2 separate regions of the Callithrix jacchus genome follow, and region 2 is linked to region 1. Evidence: chromatin contacts called from public Hi-C data. All regions are on one chromosome and are shown on one strand. Each heading gives the region's core, a stretch centred on a gene start, on an enhancer-like site or on the middle of the called end of the contact. The rest is flanking DNA. Distances are from core to core; before and after follow the strand shown. Region 1 overlaps NFASC (neurofascin). Region 2 overlaps CNTN2 (contactin 2).

The links. Hi-C and Micro-C count contacts between places; a contact is called where the count stands out from the background.
Region 2: a Hi-C map of induced pluripotent stem cells shows a contact between it and region 1, with 4 times the contacts expected there. The contact joins two enhancer-like sites. A contact is called at or near these places in 3 of 3 Hi-C or Micro-C datasets (induced pluripotent stem cells and skeletal muscle).

What each region holds. Positions count from the first base shown.
Region 1 is chr19:32,311,245-32,316,253 of calJac240_pri, forward strand. It overlaps NFASC (neurofascin), which reads left to right. Exons shown (of 26, transcript XM_078357001.1): 23 at 1,319-1,333. Among named protein-coding and RNA genes, the nearest start is that of CNTN2, 50 kb to the right of the region's middle. Within about 2 kb of position 2,002, at least 4 of the 16 cell types and tissues checked have an H3K27ac peak or open chromatin away from gene starts, as enhancers often do.
Region 2 is chr19:32,380,541-32,385,549 of calJac240_pri, forward strand. It overlaps CNTN2 (contactin 2), which reads left to right. Exons shown (of 23, transcript XM_078357003.1): 6 at 284-493; 7 at 801-900; 8 at 2,084-2,259; 9 at 2,706-2,842; 10 at 3,264-3,393. Among named protein-coding and RNA genes, the nearest start is that of CNTN2, 19 kb to the left of the region's middle. Within about 2 kb of position 2,496, at least 4 of the 16 cell types and tissues checked have an H3K27ac peak or open chromatin away from gene starts, as enhancers often do.

The sequences.
Region 1 (5,009 bases), core at 752-3,251:
ACCCCCACCCGCATTCCAGGAGAGCATCAGTGCTGCCTTCTCTGGGGCTTCCAGGCCCTACTGCATCACCCCAGGCTCCCAGGCAGCTTCACAAGCTGCCCACAGCCTTCCCTGGCCCACCACTCTAGCCAGCAGCCCAGTGCCGAGGCGGGAGAACAGGGGCCACTCAGAAGTGGAGAAAGGCTGACAGCCCTCTCTGCATCCCTCTCTGGTTTCTTAAACCAGGAGTGAGTCACACAACCAGCTCTTCCTCCTGCTGTCTCCGTCTTCTGTACTCTCCCAAGCCCCTGGGTACCCAGGAAGTTTTTTTAGGGCGGTGGTGAGGAGAGACTTAGGTTAGTGGCTGTTGTGTGTCTGTTACCAAAGGCCAGGCTAGGCCATGCCCTTTCTTGACTACTCAATTCTGTAGCTAGATAAAGAGAGCCCCTTCTTCCCTCCCTATCTGCACCCCAATACAGAACATCAGATAAACAAAGCTCCACTGTCCAGCCCCAGTAACCACCGCAGGGAATGTTGTGGAGCCCCAGGGGACAAGAGGACAAAGAGAGGCTTTTTTCTTGACTTAGGCCCTTGAAGAAAATTCAAGAATTTCACTTAGGGCTCTCAGTCCAAAAAAAAGAAAACAAAATAAAGAAAAAAGAAAGGGCTCTCAGTCCAAACTTGGGTTTCTAATTTCATAAAGTCCAACTTGAGGTGAAGAATTGGAGTGATGGAATACCAGGACAGGGGCTCCATCCTTCAAAGCTCCTGCCTTCCAAGGTTGCGATGATGTGGGGGCGGGGGCGGCTGAACACACATCCTCTCTCCTGTCCATCCCACTATTCAACATCTTCCCCCAAAGATAGGACCATCCTTTTGACTGGAGTTGGTGTTGGTATCCTCCCACACCACCTACTCCTTTTTCCTTTGATTCCTGGCATCATGGGGCGTCACCAAGCCTGCTCAAAGATCATGCCAACCTAACCAGAGCAGGACATTCTATTGAGGACAGAACTGGGAACACAGTACTCTGAGTGGACTGTCCCTGCTGCCACCTCTTAGCTGTCCAGTCCTTGAATCGAGGTAGAAGCAGTGTGTTAGAAAGGTCTCCGAGGCCCAGGTAGGAACATGCCTGCCTCAGGTGGAGATGACCATGAACCCTGAATGCCAGTTGGCATCCACAGGCCAGCAGCCAGCACCTGGCCACACCGTCTGCATAAGGTTTGGGCTGGAACCTTCTCGGCCTGCTTGTCCTGTGGTTTCACTTTTGCTCTGTTTTCTCTTCCCTTTTCCATCCTTTCTCCCTCTGTCTGGCCATCTTGGGTGCTGTGTTCTGAAGCTACTCCAACCGCAGGTACCGTACCAGCAGCGGAGGTAATGGGCATGGCATGGGGCAACGCAGGCAGAGCCCAGCCCAGCCAGGGTGGACAATGAGGGAGAGGCTTGGGCTGAATGCATGCTCCAGACTCACCCTTTCAGTGGTTGGAAAGCCAGACTGACAAAGGGGATGTGTGTGGAGGACAGGACCAGAGGAGAGCAAGCCTGCTGTCCCTGCTTCCAGAATGATTTGCCCCCTGCTGAGGAGGACGGCTCAGCAGGGACCCCACACACACTGGCCCTGACCTGCTCTCTGGTGCTGCAGTTTGATTCTGACACTGAGTAGATTACTTCCCATGAACCACCTGAGCCCTCGCCTGGGCTTGACATCTCAGTGTCACGTGTCTCAGTGTCCCCAGCTGTGGCCCTAGAAGGCCTGCTGCAGCAGGAGCAGGGACAGCTGACTCTTAGTGTGGCTGCCATCCCCTGAAAGGGTGAGCGCGCTGTGCATGCCGTCTTTGCATGTTGCATGGGGGCCCAGCACCGGCTCTGCCAGCCACCACGGGCTCTGCTCAGCAAGAGCAAACAAGCATGGTCCTGGATAGGGCCAGGTGCTCCAGTTCCTGGAGTCTCAGCAGGCGCCGTGGGCAGATTATCTCCTCACCCTTCAGAAACCCAGCTTCTTCAAGTCTTTAACATTAAGAACAGTCTCTGCTCTCGGGGTGTGGGAGGTAGATCTACAGAGGAGTGAGGAGCTGGGCAGCTCTGGGCTTAGGTAATGACTTGCTAACCAAGTTCCTCCTCTCTAGTCCTCGTGTCGTGGGTTTGAGGGCCATCAAAGGGCTCATCACAAGAGGGCTGTCCCCAGGCTGGGGAGACAAGGCAGGGGACCCCAGAGTTCCTTTCCAGGCCCTCCACTGAGCCTGAATTACATCAGATGGGGAATGAGAACAGGATTCACTCTGGCAGAGCAGAGGCTATGAGCAAGCACTCACCAGAGCCTCCTTCCATGACAGGCTGCGGAGGGAGGACTGCGGACCAGGCCAGGAATCTGAGGGTTGGCTAATGAAGGGGATGCCTCCTTGCTCAGTTGTTTCCTCCTCACCTTTGTTTATTCATGCCCACCCCCATCCTAGGTTGATTCTATTTCTGTTGCACATCCTGCTTCCTTCAGTTTGTGTTTTGCAGCCAGATCTGTAGATGGTGAGCTCCCATCAACCTTCCCTCTCTCTCCCAGTCCTCACTCCCACCCCACCCAATGCCTCCCCACAAGGTCTGAACACCCCTGTGAAGGTATGAGGCAGAGAGGTGATCCCAGGCCTGGGGGCCAGGGTGAGAGCCATCCTTACCACACTGGGGGCCTTCCTGACTTCCTGCTTGAAGTTTACATAAGTCTCTCCCCTGACAAAGAGAAAATGCAGGGAGGGCACCAGGCTAATCAGCTGCAAGCTCATTGGTGAGGCAGCTCCGCATTCACCGCCCTTGTTCTGGCACGCTTAGGCAGGTGGCATGGTGGCAGGCAGTCTGCCTACTTCAATGGGCATCTGTGCTGCCCCTCTGCTGACTGAGTAAGAGGTATATTTGCAATCATCCACTTCCTACTTCCCATTTAGAAAAGATCTAAACTCTTGTTACGCAGCATGAGCTCACGTTCTCAATCAAATGTTTCCTGGGCTCTGGCTTCCACGTGACATGGCAGTGGAGGCAGACTGCACTTTTTTGGAAATGAGATGTGCTGATAACATCAGCTGTTCTCAGCTTTAAATGCGTAAGAACCTTCTGCACAATGAGCAGGTGCCAAGCAACGAAACTCACATTCCATGTTTGTGACGTGGGCCTGGCATCCAGCCCACTGCTGTCTTCCCTCTGGTCCTCTCCAAACCTGGGCGCTGTGTCCCCAAACTGCTCTGTTCATCTCTCACCCAGTGAAGATAATCCCTGTCATCCACCTGTATCTGCAGTCTCTTAGGATTGCTGCCCATCTGTCTGATAATCTGTGATTTGGCCGGGGTAGTCAACACGCCATGTGGACATTTTTGGATGAAACCTTCCACCTTGGAATGTCTAGGCAGTGTTGTCCTCGTCTTTGACTCAGGGCTCTTGATAGGTGCCCTGCTCTGCAGCAGGTTCTGGTGACAGAAAGATGAATGTCACATGTCATCTCTCCTCAGTGTTCTCGTTCTCCTGTATGGTGCTCCCTAAAACCCTCCTGGAAAACCCTTGGCCACAGCAAGGGTACCTTCCAGTGTGCGTTAGGTCACAAACCTGTGAGGTTGACACTGCCATCTAGGAGGAGCCTTGTGCTTCCAGCTCTAGCCCCCTGAGGATCCCCCTTTAGCTAACAGAGGGTCTCTGCCCCCTCTCCTAGGTTACCAGGCCGATGGTCACCACTGAGCTCTGGCCAGAATTGCTTCCAAACCTGTAGCTCCTGTTGTGTCAGGAAATGACATCCTAGCCCAGTCATGTGTCTGTCCCACCTGGGGCCACTCTGTTTGTAAGCCCTACTTCTCAGTTTCATTGCTCTTTATCCTTTCCCCCACCTCAGTGCCCGGGGGATGAAATAATCTGAATCTTCTTTGACCTGAGCAGTGGAAGCTTCTCCCCATTGAACACTTGTCCTCTCATTCCTACTCGTACCAGCACCCTGGCAGCTCACTGCCTGACTCTTCTGCACCTTCCCTCGGAGGCTTTTCTTCTTTCCCCCACCCTCCCTAGCTCTCTGGGGGGCCCTGTCCGGCCTTGGGACAATAGACACAGCTAATGAGTAGGTCGAAGATTTGCCAGCAGTGACCTCAGCCAGCTGAGATTATATCCTCTATGGTAACTTCGATGGTGGGAGCCCTGGGGAGGCTGCTGGAATGTGGCACCTTTTCTCTCTCTCATCTCTTGCTCCCTCTTACTAAACCTGAGCCAGAGAGGAAGCAGCTAGGTAGCCATCATCAAAGAAAATGCTTCCTTTCTGCCACAATGGGCAGAGCGGCCATCAGGGGAGGGGGCAATGCAGTGTAGAAACATCTTCAGAGCCATCTCTCACCCTTACCTCTGCCCAGCAGGGCCAGTGAGGAAAACGCTGTCACCTAGGCTCTCTTGACATCTCTGTCCCCACCGCTACTCACTGGAACATTCTGGGAAGCCTGTGCCCCAAACTTTGGCCCCGTTGGGTTATGAGAGAAAGAGAGAGAGAGAGAGAGAGAGAGAGAGAGAGAGAGAGAAAGAGAGAGAGAGAGAAAGAGAGAGAGAGAGTGAGTGTATGTGTGTGTGTGTGCGTGTCTGAGGCCACGGGCTGCATGAGAGAAAGTATAGTTTTGGGGAAGATGAACTTGGATTCTGGGGGCCTGGGGACTGTAGCAGCCACTGTACCTGTGGGAAGGCCCATGCCCCTACACTACACAGTATGATGATTCAGGTTAAAAGGGGGTGCTTTCTTTCTTGTTTTGTTTTGTTTTGTTTATTTTTGAGGCTGAGTCTCGCTCTGTCGCCCAGGCTGGAGTGCAGTGGCACGATCTCGGCTCACTGCAACCTCTCCCTAACAAGAGTGTTTTCTAATTATGCCTTTTAGATAGTCATGAGAAGGGGTACCTTGTGAGCATTTCATTTCTCAGAAATTATTAGAAAATACATTATTGATAAAGAACTATGGCCAGGCGCAGCACTTTGGGAGGCTGAGGCCAGAGAATTGCTTGAGCCTAGGAGTTCAAGACCAGCCTGGGTAA
Region 2 (5,009 bases), core at 1,246-3,745, 70 kb after region 1:
CCCCAATTTTCAATGCTCTGTGTTTCCTTTATGGGTCTGTCATTTTCTATCTCTGTGCCCTGCTTCTGCCTCCAAACTAGGTGGTCCCTGAGGGCTACCATCCCTGGCAGACTTAATGCTCCCTGAGGGCAGGAATAAGGTCACTTCTGTCTAGGTCTCCCCTTAGCACCTGTTCAGAGCATGGTGGGGGGACTTGCAGAACCCACCAGCATGCTGGGGCCCCACCCAGCGTGGCCCTGTTAGCCCAGCACCCCCTGGTTTCCTCCAACTCCTCACATCTTAGGCTTGTCCTACCGCTGGCTCCTCAATGAGTTCCCCAACTTCATCCCGACGGACGGGCGCCACTTCGTGTCCCAGACCACAGGGAACCTGTACATTGCCCGAACCAATGCCTCAGACCTGGGCAACTACTCCTGTTTGGCCACCAGCCACATGGATTTCTCCACCAAAAGCGTCTTCAGCAAGTTTGCTCAGCTCAACCTGGCTGCTGAAGGTCAGGCCTGGCCAGGCGTGGCTGGAGGGAGGGAGCGGGAAGGGTCAGCGGGCATTGAGAAAAGGGTTTTTTCCTTGGAAATTGGAAGATCAGTGCACAGAGCACTGATTCCAGGGCCTGGACTCCCAGATCCTCCTGCTTCAAATCCTCAGGCCCCTGCCCCAGGCCCCAAGGGGAAAGGAAGTCTTCTGAGACTCCACATAGCTGTCCAGACAGAGTTGGCTCTGAAAGGTACTGAAATCTCAAGGACAGGAGCACCTGAGCTGGAGTCAGCCTCATCTAACCTATAAAACCCCTCTCTCCCCAGACACCCGGCTCTTTGCACCCAGCATCAAGGCCAGGTTCCCAGCAGAGACCTACGCGCTGGTGGGGCAGCAGGTCACCTTGGAGTGCTTCGCCTTTGGGAAGTGAGTGGGAAGAGGGAGGGGGGCCAGGGCACAGCCTCTTGGGGGCACAAGTGACCCTAGGGTGAGGGCAGGCAGAGTCAGGGCTCACTCATTTTGGTGTCCCTCATAGGGTCTAGCAAAGTACTGGGTGCACAGTGGGTATTGACCAGCACTCACTGGACACTAACTCTCTGGGTGAGACATGGCATGTGCCAGGGGCCTTCCATGTCCTGGTTTACTTGGTCCTTCAGCAGTGCATGGCAGGCTCAAACAGCTTGAGTAACACCTAGGGCTGGAGGCAGGCAGCACAGTGTACTGCCTCCAACCCAGTCTGCCTCGTTCAAATCCCAGTTCTGCCACGCGCCGGCTGGGAGATGTTGGGTAAACTGCCTAACCTCTCTGTGCCTCAGTCTCTTTATGGCGGCGATAATAGTACCTACCTCATAGGTTGTTATGAGGATTAAATGAGTTCATGTATGTGAGGTGCTTAAAACAGTGCCGGAATTTAGTTAAGTTTCCATGAACGTTAAGAGTGATCTATTTGAGAATCACAACACAAAGCGTTCTCTTTCTTGCACTCCCAGAAAAAGGATTCGCTGGAACAGGGCTAAGCAAACAGTAGGTGCTCAATAAATGTTTGTAGAATGAAAGAATGTGATTTGTACTTTGGCCCCCTCCTCCCTCAACTGTCTCGCGTGGTTACCTGGGATAACCTTTGCCTTGTGGGAAGTTTTGGGCTGCCAGAAAATCCGCATGGGAGGGGAATATATTAAACCATTAAAACTGACACCTCAGTCCATTTTATTGCACAGATTACTAATAACTAAAGTCCCTTTGAAAAGTAGGGGCAAGGCCTGCCCTGTCGAGGCAATGGAAAAGGGAAACCATAAAGACCCAGGTCACAGGCCACCATGGCGGAGGGCAAACCAGAGGCATGGAGACCAGTGCAGGGGAGGGCAGGCAGCTTCAGAGTGCAGACTGTTGGAAGGCCAGCTTCACTGGCTCCAGGGCCCCTTCCCTGCATGTGCGCCAAGCCTACTTGGGAGAAGAGCATGAGGATCAGCCGGAAGGCACCCTCCCTCCCTTGGTTCCTCCCAGCCCCAGCATCTCAGGAGGGTCTGAGAGTCTGGGTATGAGGAGCTGCAGGCACTGGAGGGGTAGACCCAGCTCAGCCCACATCCTCTGGATTTGTCTCTCCTCCCAGCCCTGTCCCCCGGATCAAGTGGCGCAAAGTGGACGGCTCCCTGTCCCCGCAGTGGGCCACGGCTGAGCCCACCCTGCAGATCCCCAGCGTCAGCTTTGAGGATGAGGGCACCTACGAGTGTGAGGCGGAGAACTCCAAGGGCCGAGACACTGTGCAGGGCCGCATCATCGTGCAGGGTACAGAGCTGGGGACACCTTCTCCACCCCTCCCGAACCCCCTTCCCGCTCTCACCCTGGTCCCCAAGGAAACAGACCCAAAAGTCAGGAAGGAGACTGGGAGGCCTCCTGCATGAGCCCGCTTGCCCTAGGACTGCATTGAGCCTGGGACTAGAAGAGGCTGGTGCTGTGGTCAGCTCAGAGCTGCAGTGTCAGGGGTGCAGAAAGCACACAGGAGGCTCCAGGATGATTTAAGTTTGTAAAGCAGCCACTGGCACAACCACAGAGTGCCAGCTTTCTTGGGCTTCCTTCTTCCTGCCCTGTCCTCTTTGTCCTCTCTCTCCCGGAGTGCTGATGGCGCCCTCTGCTGTCTTGCACAGGTACTGCTGCTCTGGTTTTCTGTTTCCTTTAATGAGCTGGAAGCTCCTCCTAGCTCATGCCAGGTTTTCTTTCCCCGGCTCCCACAGCTCAGCCTGAGTGGCTCAAAGTGATCTCGGACACAGAGGCTGACATTGGCTCCAATCTGCGTTGGGGCTGCGCAGCTGCAGGCAAGCCCCGGCCTGCAGTGCGCTGGCTGCGGAACGGGGAGCCTCTGGCCTCCCAGGTAGGAGACATGGGGCTTCCTCCCACACATCACAATTCTGCTCAACTGCTTCCCTCACCCCCCAGAACTCCCCCTGCACCACTGGTAGCCTCTCTGGGCTAATTAGGGTGTCATATGGTGATCCTAGGTGCTTCTTCCCATCCCACTCCCATGACCACAGGCTGGGCCTGGATTCAGGCACAATTCAGCCACAAAATAAGTGATGAGGTCCTGAGTCGGACACCTCACCCGTCCAGCTTTGGGGAGGCCTGGGTAATCTGCATCCTGAGGTTCCAGGTGGTCCTGGGGTAGGACTGGACATACAAGCCACATCCTCTAGGGATTATCAGCCTAGAGTGTCCTCTGCCCCCATCCCTACCAACCCCTCCTCCCTTGGGCTCCAGTGTTCCTGATCCCCTGGGCTCTGGGCTCTTCTGCACAGAACCGGGTGGAGGTGCTGGCCGGGGACCTGCGGTTCTCCAAGCTGAGCCTGGAGGACTCAGGCATGTACCAGTGTGTGGCAGAGAATAAGCATGGTACCATCTATGCCAGCGCGGAGCTGGCTGTGCAAGGTAAGGGGCCCGGAGAGGTCCCAAGGACATGCATAGGGTGGCTTTCGGAGCTCTGAGTTTAGGTGTCTCCAAACACACACACACATACCCTGTAACAATTTTCCTTGGTTGTCCAACAGCTTCTAAGTAGGAGAACTCAGAGATTTAAGAAAGGAGATGAGCCAGGAGCAGTGGCTCACACCTGTATTTTGGGAGGTGGACATGGGCGGATCTTGAGGTCAAGAGATCGAGACCATTCTGGCCAATATGGTGAAACCCCATCTCTACTAAAAATACAGAAAAAATTAGCTGGGTGTGGTGGCGCACGCCTGTAGTCCCAACTACTCGGGAGGTTGAGGTGAGAGAATCGCTTGAACCTGGGAGGCAGAGGTGGCACTGAGCTGAGATCGCACCACTGCACTCCAGTCTGGTGACTGAGTAAGACTCCATCTCAAAAAAAAAAAAAAAAAAAAAAAAGAAGAGGAGACACAGGGCTAACAGCTGCCAGAGGGCAGGGTCTCTGTCTTGTTCCATGTCTGGCACACAGTAAATGTTCGCTACAGTGAAAAAAATGCCAACCAAATCAGGTCTGTTTAACGCAACCCCTTCAGCCATGTGAGCTTTAGCAAGTTACTGTGTTTCTGTGTTCCAGTTTCTTGATTATAAAATATGGGCAATAATAGCCCTGCCCTCCTGGGCTGCTGCATGGACCAAATGAAATGAGACAGGTACAGCATAAAGGGCCTGCCCATCATACAACAGGTGCCTGGGAAATGTCAGCCAGTGCTAATGTTTAGTTGTGTGACTTGAGCTCACTGAGCCTTTGTTTCCTCATCCATTATACAGACACAATGCTACCTACCACATCAAGTTTTAGTGAAGCGTTGCTAAGAAGCATTGATTCATTCCTTAATCCATTCAACCAATATTTATGCAACCCCTCATAGGGGATGGATATGAAAAATACGATCTCTGCCTTTAAGTAGCTTACAATCCAGTAGAGGGAAAGGGACAAATAAACCCAAAATCAAACAATTAAATAATTTCAGCTAGTAGGGTGAAGTTATTATCCAGGCAGGGTGCAGTGGCTCAGGCCTGTAATCCCAGCACTTTGGGAGCCTGGGGCGGGTGGATTGCCTCGAGCTCAGAAGTTCGAAACCAGCCTGAGCAACATGATGAAACCCCATCTCTATGAAAAATACAAAAATCAGCCAGGCTTGGTGGCACATACTTGTAAGCCCAGCTACACGGGAGACTGAGGCAAGAGAATCACTTGAGCCCTGGAGGCAGAGGCTGCAGTGAGCTGAGATTATCCCATTGCACTCCAGCCTGGACAACAGAGCAAGACCCTGTCTTAAAAAAAGAAAAGAAAATCCAGTAGAGTGATGGGCCTGAGATGGGCCTGTTAGATGGGGTGGTCGGAGAAGACCTCTCTGAGGAAGTCCCATTTAGGCTGTGACCTGAATGTTAAGGAGCCAGCTGCCTGAAGATGGGGGAATTTCCAGGCAAGATTTACCAAGTCTGGAGGCAGGAAAAGACTTCACAACTACAAGAGAGAGAGAGAAAAAAAGCTAGGTGATGGGAACATAACGAATGGGGGAGAGAGTGGAGCAAGATGTGATTGGAAAGGTGGAGAT